Linked DNA regions of Canis lupus: region 2 is linked to region 1. A link is a contact called in public Hi-C data. All regions are on one chromosome and are shown on one strand. The core of a region is the stretch at or near the end of the contact, and the rest is flanking DNA. Distances in the headings are between cores, read along the strand shown. Region 1 overlaps MOB3B (MOB kinase activator 3B). Region 2 has its middle 10 kb from the start of MOB3B.

What was found. Hi-C and Micro-C count contacts between places; a contact is called where the count stands out from the background.
Region 2: a contact with region 1 is called in a Hi-C map of skin fibroblasts, with 2.8 times the contacts expected there. The contact joins two enhancer-like sites. A contact is called at or near these places in 3 of 9 Hi-C or Micro-C datasets (amygdala, liver and skin fibroblasts).

Annotation. Positions count from the first base shown.
Region 1 is chr11:45,705,890-45,709,310 of UU_Cfam_GSD_1.0, reverse strand. All of the region lies in intron 3 of MOB3B (MOB kinase activator 3B), which reads left to right. Among named protein-coding and RNA genes, the nearest start is that of EQTN, 37 kb to the right of the region's middle. Within about 2 kb of position 1,915, at least 7 of the 20 cell types and tissues checked have an H3K27ac peak or open chromatin away from gene starts, as enhancers often do.
Region 2 is chr11:45,894,415-45,897,842 of UU_Cfam_GSD_1.0, reverse strand. No RefSeq gene overlaps it. Among named protein-coding and RNA genes, the nearest start is that of MOB3B, 10 kb to the right of the region's middle. Within about 2 kb of position 1,607, at least 3 of the 20 cell types and tissues checked have an H3K27ac peak or open chromatin away from gene starts, as enhancers often do.

The DNA of each region.
Region 1 (3,421 bases), core at 666-3,165:
CATGTATACTTTTTTTTTCCCCCATGTATACTTTAAACCGGGAGAATTCTTTTAAAAATTCTGTAGCTGGCTGCCCTGCCTGCCTTACAAGAATTCAGACTTTGGAATGCTAGCAGGCCCCTGACTGTGGGCCTCCCATGAATGGTTCCACAGGCTATGTCCCTGTTCCTGTGGCCAGCGCTGGTTTTGTATGCCCTCTGACTCAAATACACTCAACCTCAAGGACATGCAGGTATCAGGGAAGATGTGTTCACCACAAGGCCTTGGGATGTTGTGGACTGGTTAGGAAGACTGGTCTTCCAGGTTCCCGCCTTGCCTACCCTCATTCAATCATAGCAATATGATTGAATATGCTATGACTTTGACCAATATGACTTTGACCAAAGTCTTTAACCTCAGTTCCCTTATCTGTAAAATGAGGATAATACTACTAAGACTGTTGTAAGGACTGAATGAAATAATGAACATCCAGCCAACATTGAGCACAGCATCTGGCATAGAAAAAGTGCAAAAAGGGATAGATACTACTCTGTTAGGACCACAATATGCTTTTATTGACTCATTGAGGCTCTTAATACCATGGCCCCATCTTGTTCATTCCATCTTTTGTGACCTGACACTACTTCATTCATTCATTCATTCGAATTAGTTATTAGTATAAAGCCTTATTCCAAAAATAATTTAAGGCGTCAGGTATCAGCTTCCCATTGGAATTCTTTCAGTTCCCATTAAAGAGACACATCTACTAAGAAAAATTGTTTTAAGAAAATATTTAGGCCCAATGCTTGATCTTCGCACAAGATGCCTTCTCTTAACTCCCTGGTCAGTTTGCCCTCCTGAACAGAAGCTCCCTGCCAGTGGGACCCTGGAGAGAAGCTGCAGCATCCTTCTGGTTTCAGAGGCCCTGAGGGTGAAACAAGTGCTTGGAGCTGGGGAGATCCGAGGGAGGGTGCCAGAGATTCTCTAGGGTGGACTTAAGGGCTGCGGTCCTGAGACACAGCAACCTCCCTGTGACCGGAGGGCAGGCAGGAGCTGCTCACCACCACAATCCTCCCCACCCCCATTGTTTCCACTGTCAACAGTCCAGCTTTCCTACAGGGAATGGGCTGGAGAGTAGATGGAGTATTTTGCATTGGCTTGTTTGTCTTCTCTGCCCTCCTGTTCAGGGGATTTCCCTGCAGCAAGCAGCCTACTGGTTTTCCTGCGCTCTCCCTCGAAGTGGGACACTGCCCTCTGAGCAGAACTGTACTGCATCCCCGTCTGAAGGAGGAGAGCTAGCTGCCGGGCCACATTCGTAGCAACCAGTTTTAGGGGCACTGGGATCCTCTTTCTCTCTTTTCCTTTCCCTAAGTCCTGGCCCCTTTCTGTGAATCACACCACCTCCCATTGAGGCGGCTAGTAACCCTCACAGACCTGGAAGCAGAACATGGAAGAGTGAACAGGAGTGTTCTGGGCAGAAGGAGGGAATGGGGCTCTCCATGCAGAAGAAACAAGCGCACAAAGATGCAGAAACAGAAGCAAGGTGTGTGCAAGGCAGGAGAGAAGAAGGAAGTAGATCTGACACAGTTGACTGTCTCTTTAACTTGCTGAGACTATCTGGTAGGAGATGGAGAGGAGCGGAAGCACGTTTTATGCCTCTGGATTTTCAACAGCACTTTTCCAGCCAGCACTGTTGATGGTACCAGTGGGAATTAGAGCGTGTGCTTCTCCACCTTCCTCTGTGGCTGCATACTGGAATCACAAGGCAGTGTGGTATCACAGGAAATTCGGAGTCCTTCAAACTGAATGATTTGGAGACAACATCTAATGTTGATTCTTACACTCTAAAGCCTTCCTCTTCTGAGTCAACAGCCTCTGGAGCCACACCTGCCCATTCCAGGAATTCTTCCTCATAGAGTCACAGTGCCTTGCTGAGTCCTGGTCCCTGGCTACGGCCAGAAATGACCTCAGGCTGACCCACGTGCTCTAACTGACTTTGGTTCTCACTCCCTTGTTCCTCTAGGAAAACTGCCAGTTCCCAAGGGACTTGCTTTTTCTACCAGTGGGTTAGATCTGGAGATAAGGAAATAGCAAATGATCTGCTTGACCTCCAGGGTAGGAACAGGACCTGAGGGAAATGGGTGTTGGTAGGAGCTGAGAACCCTGGAGGGGCAGGGAGATTGCTGTGGTTCTAGTGAAATCTTGGCTTAGACACCACCATCATAGTTGTTGGGAATGGAGGAGAGAAAAGGGCAAGACCCCTGACAGAAATAGAATTTCCAAGATGGTTAACATTTTCAAAGCACTCGCTTTCCAGGGGGAAGAAAAGAATAGCCAATAAGAAAAGAAACAAATTGATAATATGGATACAACTTGGAGATTTTCAAGTCTCTAAAAAATGGAATTTGTAGGATGAAAGGCACCGCAGAAAGCTTTCTTTCTGAGCTGGCCAACACCCGCAGAAACCCCCCCTCACTATTGGAAATGAAATTCTTCCTGTTATGTTCCCCGTACCCTTAGCCTCCAGTCCAGCCAGAAATTTGACCCCTGTACTTCATGCTGCAGTTCAAACCCATGTTCCCAAGTGTGTTGGAGAGGAGACTGGGGGCTGATGAGAGGCCCAGCGTGGGGGTGCTCCAGCCTGGGGCAGGTCACTGGGGGGCTGAGGCCACGCTGCTGGGCAGGGAGTGGTCCAGGGAGCAGTTTCTAAAGAGTGCCACACCTGACGGCTTCATCCTGGTGGACTCACCAGTCTTCTGCGGTGTTCTTTCAGCAGCCATCACCTTAACATACTGCCTTCTAAATGTGTTGGTGAAGCTCCGTTACTGGAGAAGGCATCTGTGTGTGTGCGCCCGTGTGTGCACACATACGTGCTTGAGCTCTCTTAGCTGAGAGGCAGTTTACTGCCCTCTTAGGGCCAAATCTAACACTAAGTTGTGTACTTCCAACTATCCCATTTTAAGCTACTGGGTTTTTAATGGTGGCCAATGAGGAGAGGGTCATTTCCAGAAAGTTTTAAGCCCAGTGTTCTCTCCTTACCACACTTCAGAGCCCTCTACACCCACCTTCCATTCATCTCTTTGTGCTCCCCTTCTTCCTTAGTTATTTCTTTATTTCCAATATTTCTTCCTCCTCTTTCTCCTTCCTGTTTCTCAGAATTAGCCGAGTTGGGGAACTTAAAACAATAGGCTTCAGGGTGGTGGTGTTATAGCATCTCTCATCTCTCATCCTTATATATGTTGAAACTCTAGAAAAACAAAGGACTCGCTGCTTTTATATCTCACCCCAGTGAAGAGATGCAAACTATGTTTTCTCTTTGTTGGCTTATTTTTGTTCTTGAGTCCACCCGGGTGCAAATCCTGATTCTTCTACTTGTTAGCTATGTGAATGTGGGCAAGTTATGTCACTTCTCTGAGCCTCCTTTTCTTCAACTGTATAATAG
Region 2 (3,428 bases), core at 358-2,857, 190 kb before region 1:
AGGCAGGGACCATGTTTGTGCACTAGCTCATTCCCAATTGCCTGGCACATACTATGTTTATTAAATATTACATTGAATTAATTATCTTCTATTCAAGACTGGTAGATTTCTCTACTTGGAGTTCTAACACAGCACTTAACTCATTATGATGCATCATTATCGTGGATTTGTTTATCTCCCTTTAGACTGAGCTTTAACAAGGCTGGTCCTTGTCTTATACATCCTTGCATCCCCAGCTTCCACACACCTGCCATGAAATAGGAACTTAGTAAGTTCTAAAAGAATGAACACTATCCACATACCACTAATCTCAGGTTTAGAGTTCACTCAAATTCTGAAGCAAGGGGATGTATGGACCCCCTTGGCGTTCTTGGATGTTATACCAATGATACTGCTGACATTTTAAGCAAAAGGTTCATGTATGTGCATTTTTCTGGGTAGTGAGTCCATAGCCTGCATCAGATTTTCAAAGGGGTTTTTAATTCTCCTGAAAGGTAAGAATATATGTCCCTAAGCATTGTTTTTAGGGGCGTCTGGGTGACTCAGTCGGTTAAGTGTTGGACTCTTGGTTTCGGCTCCGGTCATGATCTCAGGGTCGTGATATGGAGCCTCACTTCGAGCTCCACAGTCATCGTGGAGTTGGCTTGAGATTCCCCCTCTCCCTCTGCCCCTCTCCCTGCTTATGCTTGCTCACTCTCTCTCTCTCTTAAATAAGTAAATAAAATCTTTATTTAAAAAAAAGAGAGTTGGGGATCCCTGGGTGGCGCAGCGGTTTGGCGCCTGCCTTTGGCCCAGGGCGCGATCCTGGAGACCCGGGATCGAATCCCACGTCAGGCTCCCGGTGCATGGAGCCTGCTTCTCCCTCTGCCTGTGTCTCTGCGCCTGTCTCTCTCTCTCTGTGACTATCATAAATAAATAAAAATTTAAAAAAATTTTAAAAAAAAGAGAGTTGTTTTTAATAACCAACTGGGAAATAAAAAGTTTGCAAGGTAGTTTGATGAGTCAGTCCATTTGACTCCGATGAGGTAGAGGGTTTATGCTTCTACAAACTGCCTCCAGCAGTCTTCCTGCTGCGGGACTATGTTGGTGTTTCCAATTGACTGCAGTGGGTGTTCTCCTTGATGAATATCCATTTGTGGTATTGCCTCCCACACACACCTGTAGGAGCAGTTTGAGACTCATTTGCATGGCCTTCTTGGTCCTAGAATCATCAAGCATTTCAGCACCTGGGACCAGCCCCACACAGTATTTTAACCTGGCATTCAGGGTTGAGAGGCTGCCCTGTTCAAAGTTTCTTTGATCCACTTTGATTAGACATTTTCTCAGGCTTCTATCAATAGGTGGCCAGTTTTTTCTGACCCAGGCCTGCACAATCAAGAGACTAAAGCTTCCCTAAGAAGCTAAGAAAAAAAAAAATCACATTTTAAAAATAACTTGAGCAAATGAATTCATTCTGGCAAAAGGAAACCAGCTCTGTAAAATAAACTTCTGTAGAGTTTCTCAATAACAGGTCCTGAAAACGTAAACAACCACAGTGTCCCACATGAGTTGAGCCACTCACTGAACAGCAAGTTTCTGGCCCCGAATCAGTCAAAATAAAGAACACCTTATAAAACTAGGAGTCCATGACCATCATGTGAGAATAAGAAGAGGAGACTGTGGGGTGACCCAGGCCAAGGAAAAGAGAAAGTCTTATGACCAGATCCTCAAAATGCTGACTTTCCAAGCCCAGAGCTAAAGTGATGAGGGACAGGGGGCTACAGCTTATGCCTCAGGCCCTGGCTTGGACCCGACCAGGCTCCTGCATTCCCCAGGGAAAACCAGAATCTACTCACTCTCATGAAATCAGAGGTAGCCCTTGCGAGTTTTACCATGGGTTCTGTTGATGAGATAATGGACCCACTGAAACTGTAATACCATGCTTGGCCAAAGGAGCCCAGACTACTATAATAATTGCCTGCCCAGCCATAGGTTTTTGAGCATTATAATAATATTATGTTCTTTCTAATGAGGCAGACCCATACTGTTCCAATGAACTTATATGCTGAGTTTATGTGCACAAGAATAATACTTGTTATAAATAATAAACACAGTGATTTTCATTTTATATTTGTATAGCTCTCCTTTGACACAAAATTTTTTCTCATTGCATGGTAGTAGTCTGGTCCTTTCTATGTGAGGAGCACTGTGCTAGAATCTATATCTTAGAATGGACAGACCTTGGAGGAATTCAGAGAAAAGGCACAGGGATCATTTTTTAAAGACTAGAAAATACAACTTACGGAAAAGCATTAAAAAGAACTTGCTATTATCTAATCACAGAGATGTTGGAAATATTGGAATAAGCTTGAACATCGTATTTTAGGTGTACAAAGGATCATGGTCAAATCAGCAACATTTATTGAGTCATGGCTATGTGCCAGGTGAGCAGTTTCACATTTAACCCTCAAACCGACCTTGTGAGGTGAAAGTCCCCGCCTGCAGGAGAACCCTGAAGCATCGGTTAAGTGATCGTCCAAATGTGATAGACATTTTTCACAAATATTCTGCTTTTCTCTCTCTTTTCTCACTTAGAAATTAAGTTCTACTTTCTTTTTCAGTGGAACCCCGGCATGACCACACAGCTCTCTTTAGCCAAAGAAATTTGAGCAAGCAACATGGGCTGTTTCCAGACAGAAGCTTGGTGAGCCAGTACAATCTGTGCCTTCTTTCACTCTGCTACAGTGACTATTAACATTCTGGAAAATGTCTGCTCCATAGCCTTGGTCCTTCACTGGGGTATACAGGAGCCCCCTCTCCCACCACCGTCAACTCAAGATGAGCATGTTGCAGGAGCAGGACATTAACCGTTGCAGCTTTAAGCCACTGAACTTGCAGGATTGTTTCTGTAGCCAAACCTGACTGATGGACTAAGTCAGCCCGCGGACTGGAACTTGCCTCTATTACCTGCAGCTTACTCTGAGTGAATATGCTGTGCTGCCTTCCAATGATGGCTAAGTGTATTATTATTCTACCTAGTTTGAGGAGCAGGGAAAAAAATGGTCATTACCTCCAGTGACATAAATCGAGATTCCCCAGGGAGCAGTCAAGACATAAATAAGAGAACTGAGGAAGATTAGGGGAACTTCCATTGAAGATTTACTCACAAGAGGAAAACAGTTAATGTTTTTGATACATTTCCTTCCAGGCATGTTTAATGAACACTTCGCATATATTTTCTCAAAGAGTCCTACTTAAGGGAAAATTTTTTAGAGCTCCTGGCTTGGAATTGTATTCTCTGCTCCAGGGTCTCTCTCTGGTTTAGTCTGGCTTATTTTCCTAGAAGACTCATGACAATAACCTTCTCCTTTATTGGTTAGCACACAAGGTGCTCTTCATTTCCAGCCTACCAGGAACCCAAATATTGTTTCGGAGGCCCCCCAAATCAG